Regions from separate parts of the Danio rerio genome. Here region 1 is linked to region 2. A link is a contact called in public Hi-C data. All regions are on one chromosome and are shown on one strand. Each heading gives the region's core, a stretch centred on a gene start, on an enhancer-like site or on the middle of the called end of the contact. The rest is flanking DNA. Distances are from core to core; before and after follow the strand shown. Region 1 holds the start of asb7 (ankyrin repeat and SOCS box containing 7). Region 2 holds the start of selenos (selenoprotein S).

Region 1 (3,503 bases), core at 252-2,751, 620 kb before region 2:
ATTTTAGCTGGTCATTTTCCAGCCTGACCAGCTAAGACCAGGCTGGAAATGGCCGGAAATCAGCCTGGAAGTGGCCAAAATCCCTCTAAAACCAGGCTGGTCATCCAGCTAAAAACCAGCCAACCAGCTTAGGACAGAGGTAAAGTTGGTTTTATATTTTTTATATTCTGACTTTCCACTTAATAATATAATGTCAGATGAGTATTCTTTGCTAATTCTAAATAGTGAAATCATATTAGCAGAAAATGTCCATTAGATAGTGTTAATGTTGCTTTAAAGTCATCCCTGCATGCTTTTTCAGACTCAATATTCAACTTAGCATGGTAAACAATATATGGGCCATTAAATGAACGAATGTGCGAATATCAAACCTGCTTTACCTCAGTCAGCTTAGGCTGGTTTAGGCTGTTTTTTGAGTAGGGAGAACTTATATTTTTTCACAAATTAATCAAAAAAACTTTTTTTAAAGTGCATTAAGGATTTAATGTACTTTGATTGTTTAATACATAAACAACACACTTTATAATTACTCAATTCTGCTGGAGTTACAATTGATAGTTCACAGTGTTTGCGTAAACAGTCTTTTTTGTTTCGTTCTGTTAACTATTGATGACATTTTTAAGTTTAAAATAATAAATGTTGTCATTTAGATCCAAAGTAATGCTCCTTATATCAAGTGAAATCTTATATGTTGATATTACGAGAGAAATAAATAGCTTAGTGCATCACTTACAAGCTTTATGGCGATTTTCCAACCATCTCAACGTTTATATAATTTATTTATAATAATGAACAACAACAGAACTGATATTTATCACATAGTAATGGTAAACACTTTTTAAAGTACAATAAAGATGAATAATTTGACTGTTTAATATATAAACAACACTTATAATTCATCAATTTTGCTGGAGTTACATTCGATAGTTGATAGTGTTTGCATAAAAGGTCATTTTTGTTTTGTTCTGTAAACTACTGATGACATTTTTAAGTTTAAAATAATAAATATTTTCATTTAGATCCAAAGTAATGCTCCTTATATCAAGTGAAATCTTATATGTTGATATTACGAGAGAAATAAATAGCTTAGTGTATCACTTACAAGCTTTATGGCGAATTTCCAATCAAAATTTTTAATTGATTCAGTCTCTGAGATATTCATTTCCTAAAGAAATATTAGTAATATTTAGAAATTCTTAAAGTGTAATTAGAGATATAACGTTACAATACACATAAAATCGTACTGAAATCCAGTGACTTACTTACGTGACTTTACGAAAGATGCTGCGTATAAGCAGAACTCGTAACGTGATAAAAACTGCTCATTTTTATATTTGTGTAGAACGATATCATAATATCCGCGGAAATGAACCACATGTACTGCTGTTTGCCTTTATTCAGCCACAATTGTCGCAAAAAAATAAATATGCCAAGCGGCGTACTGCTTTTACAGCATTATGATGTAGGCGTGACGTATTTGACAGCTCGAATCTGATTGGGCGTTGCGGTTTGAAGCCTTGGAGATGTTCATGGCTACCTGACTGTATTTGTACTCTGTATGTATGTTATATATATTTTCTATATTTGTCCCCTGTGCCATTATGGCCTTAATTGAGCCGATATTGTTTGACGTTTCCTCTAGGTGAAGGTTAAGAGAGTTTGAGTAACTTTAAAAGCGGTGTTGTTCTGAAAATGGTCAATAACCGCTGGCTAAAAGCTAACAATGCTAATGTAGTAACTGTGCATGTCAGTCAGAGAGTTTAGCGAATTCTGCCTCACTTTAGTCCTCGATATGAGTGTTAACGTGTTATGTGTTTGAGTGGTGTTCAGATTAAGTTAGTTACTCCTGGCTTTTAAAAGAGCCGGTTTGGTGTTTGTTTGAGGCTCATTTTAGCTGCTTTAGCGCACCAGCTAACAGATTCATTGTTCTCAGTGGAGCAGCTGCTGCAAACATCAATTGTTTACCTTTTATTTACCGTGGTGATGGAGAAACTCGGGTCGTTTGTGGTGTGTGTCGTTTATGTTAGCGAATCTGTGTGTGTTTAAAGGTGAATGTAAGTATTCAAATGCTCGTTTTTCACAAAATGAAAGACAATAACATTAAGAACTGATGGGTGGTTGTAAATATTGAATGCTGAGGTTAGTATTAGAGAAATGTTCAATGTAATGTGACGGATAATTGTGTAAATAAGACGTCGTCGCTTAGATTTGGCTAATTGAATGTGATGCATCTGCATTTATACGCGTTAATGCATGTAAAAATGATGTGTGTGTGTGTGTATTGAGTTATATGTGTGTGTGCATTCAAATACTGATGTTTCTGCATTCTTCATGTCTAGAATGGAGATCTGAAGTGGATGTGAATATGGATGCAGAACACACAGGCTGTTTCAGATCGACAAGACATTAATGAATGGTAATTTCACATATAGCTGGGTTTTTTTTTTGTTTGCTTTAAATAGATTTTAAAGTAATTTCTGGCATTTCGATGTGTTGTCTTATGTTGTTTGTGTAGGGTTTAGTGGCTTTGTACGGAGAATAATATTTCCAGTATGTCAGTATTTCCATATTTTAACTATTCACTTTTCCTGCAAAAGTATTGCAAGATTACTGATGCTCTGATCAGGATTTTTGCAGCCGATACCGAGTACTGATTCCTTTTCATGGTGATTGGCTGATAATGAGTACCGATTCGGATGCGTTAAGCTTTATAATGCATAAAACCCTCAAACCCTCTTTTCCCTCTAGGTATAACACTTAAGTGGAGATCTCTCCTTAGCCAATATAATAAATGAAGGATACTGCATATAACCCCCTAAACACGTCTCTTATAACCACTATAAATAGGTATTTATTATAAGATTATAATAAGTAATTATAAAACTAACAATGCAGTTTGGAAACGTTGCAAATGATTTAAAAAAATTCAACATGTCTCAATCAAGAAATGTTTGAAGCGTATATTTGATGCATAGGAAGTTAAAATGCACACCTATAAATCTATTTCCTATAAATCCTACTTTACTAATAGGAAGTATGTCTATAAAGTACTGTTGATTGTAATAAGTAAATTACAAGATGTTATATTATTAAATATTCATGTCAAAAAATATTTTAATGTTTTTTTTATTATTATTAATTGTATGTTATACTTTCAGCCATGTTTTATTAAACTTGCAATATTGTCAAAAACACAGAACTTTCAGTTCTTTGATGTTAAAAGACCTAAATGCATGTAAGGTCATTCAAATATTTTGCTCATGTCCAACTAACATAAACACTTGTGATTAGTTCATGAGATCGACCAGGTCAGCGAGTACCGATCGATCGATCGATCTCCGGCAGATCGATCGGTGCATCCCTATGCAAAATCATTTTAAAAGCGAAGTATGGAGGTTTCCTTTTTCAAAAATCTAAGATAAAAAGTTTTTAGCTTATATTTAGTCTGTCAAACCATCATGTGGTCCTCTTAGATATAAAGAACGACCAAATATTTTACATAT
Region 2 (3,231 bases), core at 605-3,104:
CTACATTTTTTGTTTTAGCAAGTATTTTACAGTACTGTAAAAATACTCGTAAAAGTATCTGTCAGTATTTCAAACTATTATATTTAATTTGCCAAAATCACACAAGTGACTATTTCACAGCTGTCACATCCATAACGGAAATGTGTCATCCATAACGACCCTTTTTCTTCATGAATGCAAAAATGTCAAATAAAATAAAATCAATCATTATAATTCTATAGTGAGCCGATTCATACCTGTTTGATGAGCATTGTTTCTTTTGGGTTGTGCAGTTTAACTGTCAGAATTTCTAAATAATCTGTTGTCCATTGTAAATTCGCAAACTTTTTTTGTCACATCAATAACGCATGTTTATTTTCCTAATTTAAAATATAAAACATGTTTACATATTGATATTTTTCTGCTACCATAACTCTGTGGTGAGCTATTTTGGAAAATATAAACAGAAGTTTCGATACAATGTCAACATATACTTTCTGTGTGAAATTATGTTTTGAGTTTTTACTGCAAATGTCACATCCATAACGCTGGAATTGCTCATATATATTATTGTCTTCATGAAAGTTACTCATTACTCATTCATTCCTTTTCAGCTTAGTCCCTTTATTAATCTGGGGTCGCCACAAAGGAATGAGCCGCCAACTTATCCAGCACATGTTTTACGCAGCTGATGCCCTTTTAGTTGCAAATAATAAAAAAATAAAAAAATAAATAATAATAATAATATTATATATATATATATATATATATATATATATATATATATATATATATATATATATATATATATATAAAATACTAGTAATATATACAAATAAATACAAAATTCTTTTTGGCATCACGGTGGCACAGTGGGTAGGACAATCGCCTCACAGAAAGAAGGTCCTGGTTTGAGACCCGGCTGGGTCAGTTTGGATGTTCTCCCCATGTTTGTTTGGGATTCCTCTGGGTTATCTGGTTTCCCCCACAAGTCCGAACACATGCGCTATAGGTGAATTGTGTTTTTGAACCAAACCACAGTATAATAGGGGTATTAGCCGGTTGTGGTACTATTATAGTTGCTATATGGTACAACAACGATACTAATACAAACAAATTACCCAATATGGTAGCTTTCTTTAACTATGTTTAAGGTAACACCACAGTTTACTGAAAACTAAAGTATACTACAGTATTTATTATAGTTTACTGTTCACTAATACTATACAGGAGCATAATTAATACTACAAACTATAATTAATACTACGCTGGAGCATTTACAAACAAAATATTGCAAATAAAATAAAACAATTGGGAACTGTCATATATGGTTGTTGTATTATTGAATTGTTAACTGTTTAATACATACAATATTAAAAATAACTCGTGCATCTAATTCAGTACAGGTTCTACTGTAACTAATAAGCAGTAACTGGCTAAATACACAAGCTTTTTCTGTGTTCTCATCATTTCCGTATCACTTCGCTACAAAACGTCGATTCATTGTTACCGACGAGTCCTTTTCGAACACACATGTGCTTATTAGATATTAATAAAGCAAAACATTTGACATTATACATCTAAATACCGTTCACAGGTAAGTATTAGCTCAGTAAAGTGAAGCCTGGGCTCATGTTTACATACCAGACGGTTGAAGGAAACTTAGATCCTGGTTCTGCGGAGGAACATCTTCATTCCGGACACGCGCTCCGTCCTCCGCCTCCATCCTTCACAGCACCTTTGAGCTGTTTTACGATATTGTTTTGAAAATATATAATAACTAACACATGTTTATTCTCTTCTTGTTGCTGTACGCGAGCTAACCTGCAACGCCACACTGACTCACTTCCGCAGCCGTGAGACAGCCAATCAGCGTTAGGATGACGTGGAGGCTTGTCGCACTACGAAGGCTGTCATAAAAATAAAAGTTTATATTTTGATTATGACGTATATTGCTTTCAAGTCTGACTGTTATTTCAGTTATTCAATTATTTGAAAAGGCTTGGATATTACCTTACACATTTTGTGTCTCTCCATTATAAAATGATCACATTTAAGATCTGATTTCTTTAAAAATCAGTGATATTCAATGCCTGTTTTACATACGATATGACGTGGGTCTCAGATCGGAAAAGAAGCACTGCATTAAACTCCATTTCCCCCCGTCACATCTTTAAAATATGACAGCTGTATTTGACCCCAGTATTTTCAATGGAGTTCCTGCGCTAGCCTGTTGCTACTGACGATGCTAGTGGTTACAACGGTCTTTCATCTCGTTTTATGATTCAACAACTAAATGAATGCTTAACTCTGTTGAACTGAATGTATTTTAATTACATTACAGCATCGTTGCTGTAAAAGCAACCTTGTGGAATTGAATTAAGTCACATTAAGCTTTCACCGGAAGTTTATTGTTGGCTTTAAATCATAATGTTAGCTGTGCATAGAGCCGTTCAAATGGAAGCCTGTAGGTTATCATATCATCTTTTTATTCCATGTTTAAGAATTTTGGTCAGATTCTTTTGTGCTTTTTTTACAACAAAAATGTATTTTAACATTGATTTTTCCTCGTGTGACATAACAGGCAGTTTTATTTTAATAAGCAAATAATAATTAATAAATCGAAAGTTCCTTCACTACTACCTAATTTACTACCCTGCTGAAAAATCCAGCTTAAACCAGCCTAGGCTGGTTGGCTGGTTTCAGCTGGTTGACCAACCTGGTTTTAGAGGGGTTTTGGCTATTTCCAGCCTGGTTTTTGCTGGTCAGGCTAGAAAATGACCAGCTAAAACCAGCTTGACCAGCCTGGTTTAAGCTGGACAAAGCTGGTTTTGGCTGGGCTTCCATCCTGGCTAGGCTGGTCAAGCTAGTTTTAGCTGGTCATCTCCCAGCCTGACCAGCTAAGACCAGGCTGGAAATGGCTGGAAACCAGCCTGAAAGTGACCAAAACCCCTCTAAAACCAGCCTGGTCGACCAGCTAAAACCAGCCAACCAGCCAAGGCTGGTTTACGCTGTTTTTTTCAGTAGGGTAGATTGTCTTACTTGATTTCAATTACATACTAACATTATTTCATTCATTTTCTTTTCAGCTTATAGTCCCTTTATTGTTCTGGGGTCTCCAGCATATGTTTTACGCAGCGGATGCTTCCCAGCTGCAACCCATCTCTGGGAAACATCCATACATTCTCATTCACACATACACTACAGACAATTTAGCCTAACCAATCTACCTGTACTGCATGTCTTTGGACT

What was found. Hi-C and Micro-C count contacts between places; a contact is called where the count stands out from the background.
Region 1: a contact with region 2 is called in a Hi-C map of hematopoietic stem cells, with 4 times the contacts expected there. The contact joins the promoter of asb7 here to the promoter of selenos in region 2. A contact is called at or near these places in 1 of 18 Hi-C or Micro-C datasets (hematopoietic stem cells) and 1 of 4 datasets of contacts at active chromatin or transcription factors (embryo).

What each region holds. Positions count from the first base shown.
Region 1 is chr7:9,754,709-9,758,211 of GRCz12tu, reverse strand. asb7 (ankyrin repeat and SOCS box containing 7) reads left to right here and starts at 1,501. Exons shown (of 6, transcript NM_214730.2): 1 at 1,501-1,556; 2 at 2,340-2,416. lins1 (lines homolog 1) reads right to left here and starts at 1,399. Exons shown (of 8, transcript XR_012383123.1): 1 at 1,263-1,399.
Region 2 is chr7:9,139,305-9,142,535 of GRCz12tu, reverse strand. It overlaps selenos (selenoprotein S), which reads right to left and starts at 1,854. Exons shown (of 6, transcript NM_001045334.3): 1 at 1,624-1,854. The coding sequence starts at 1,705.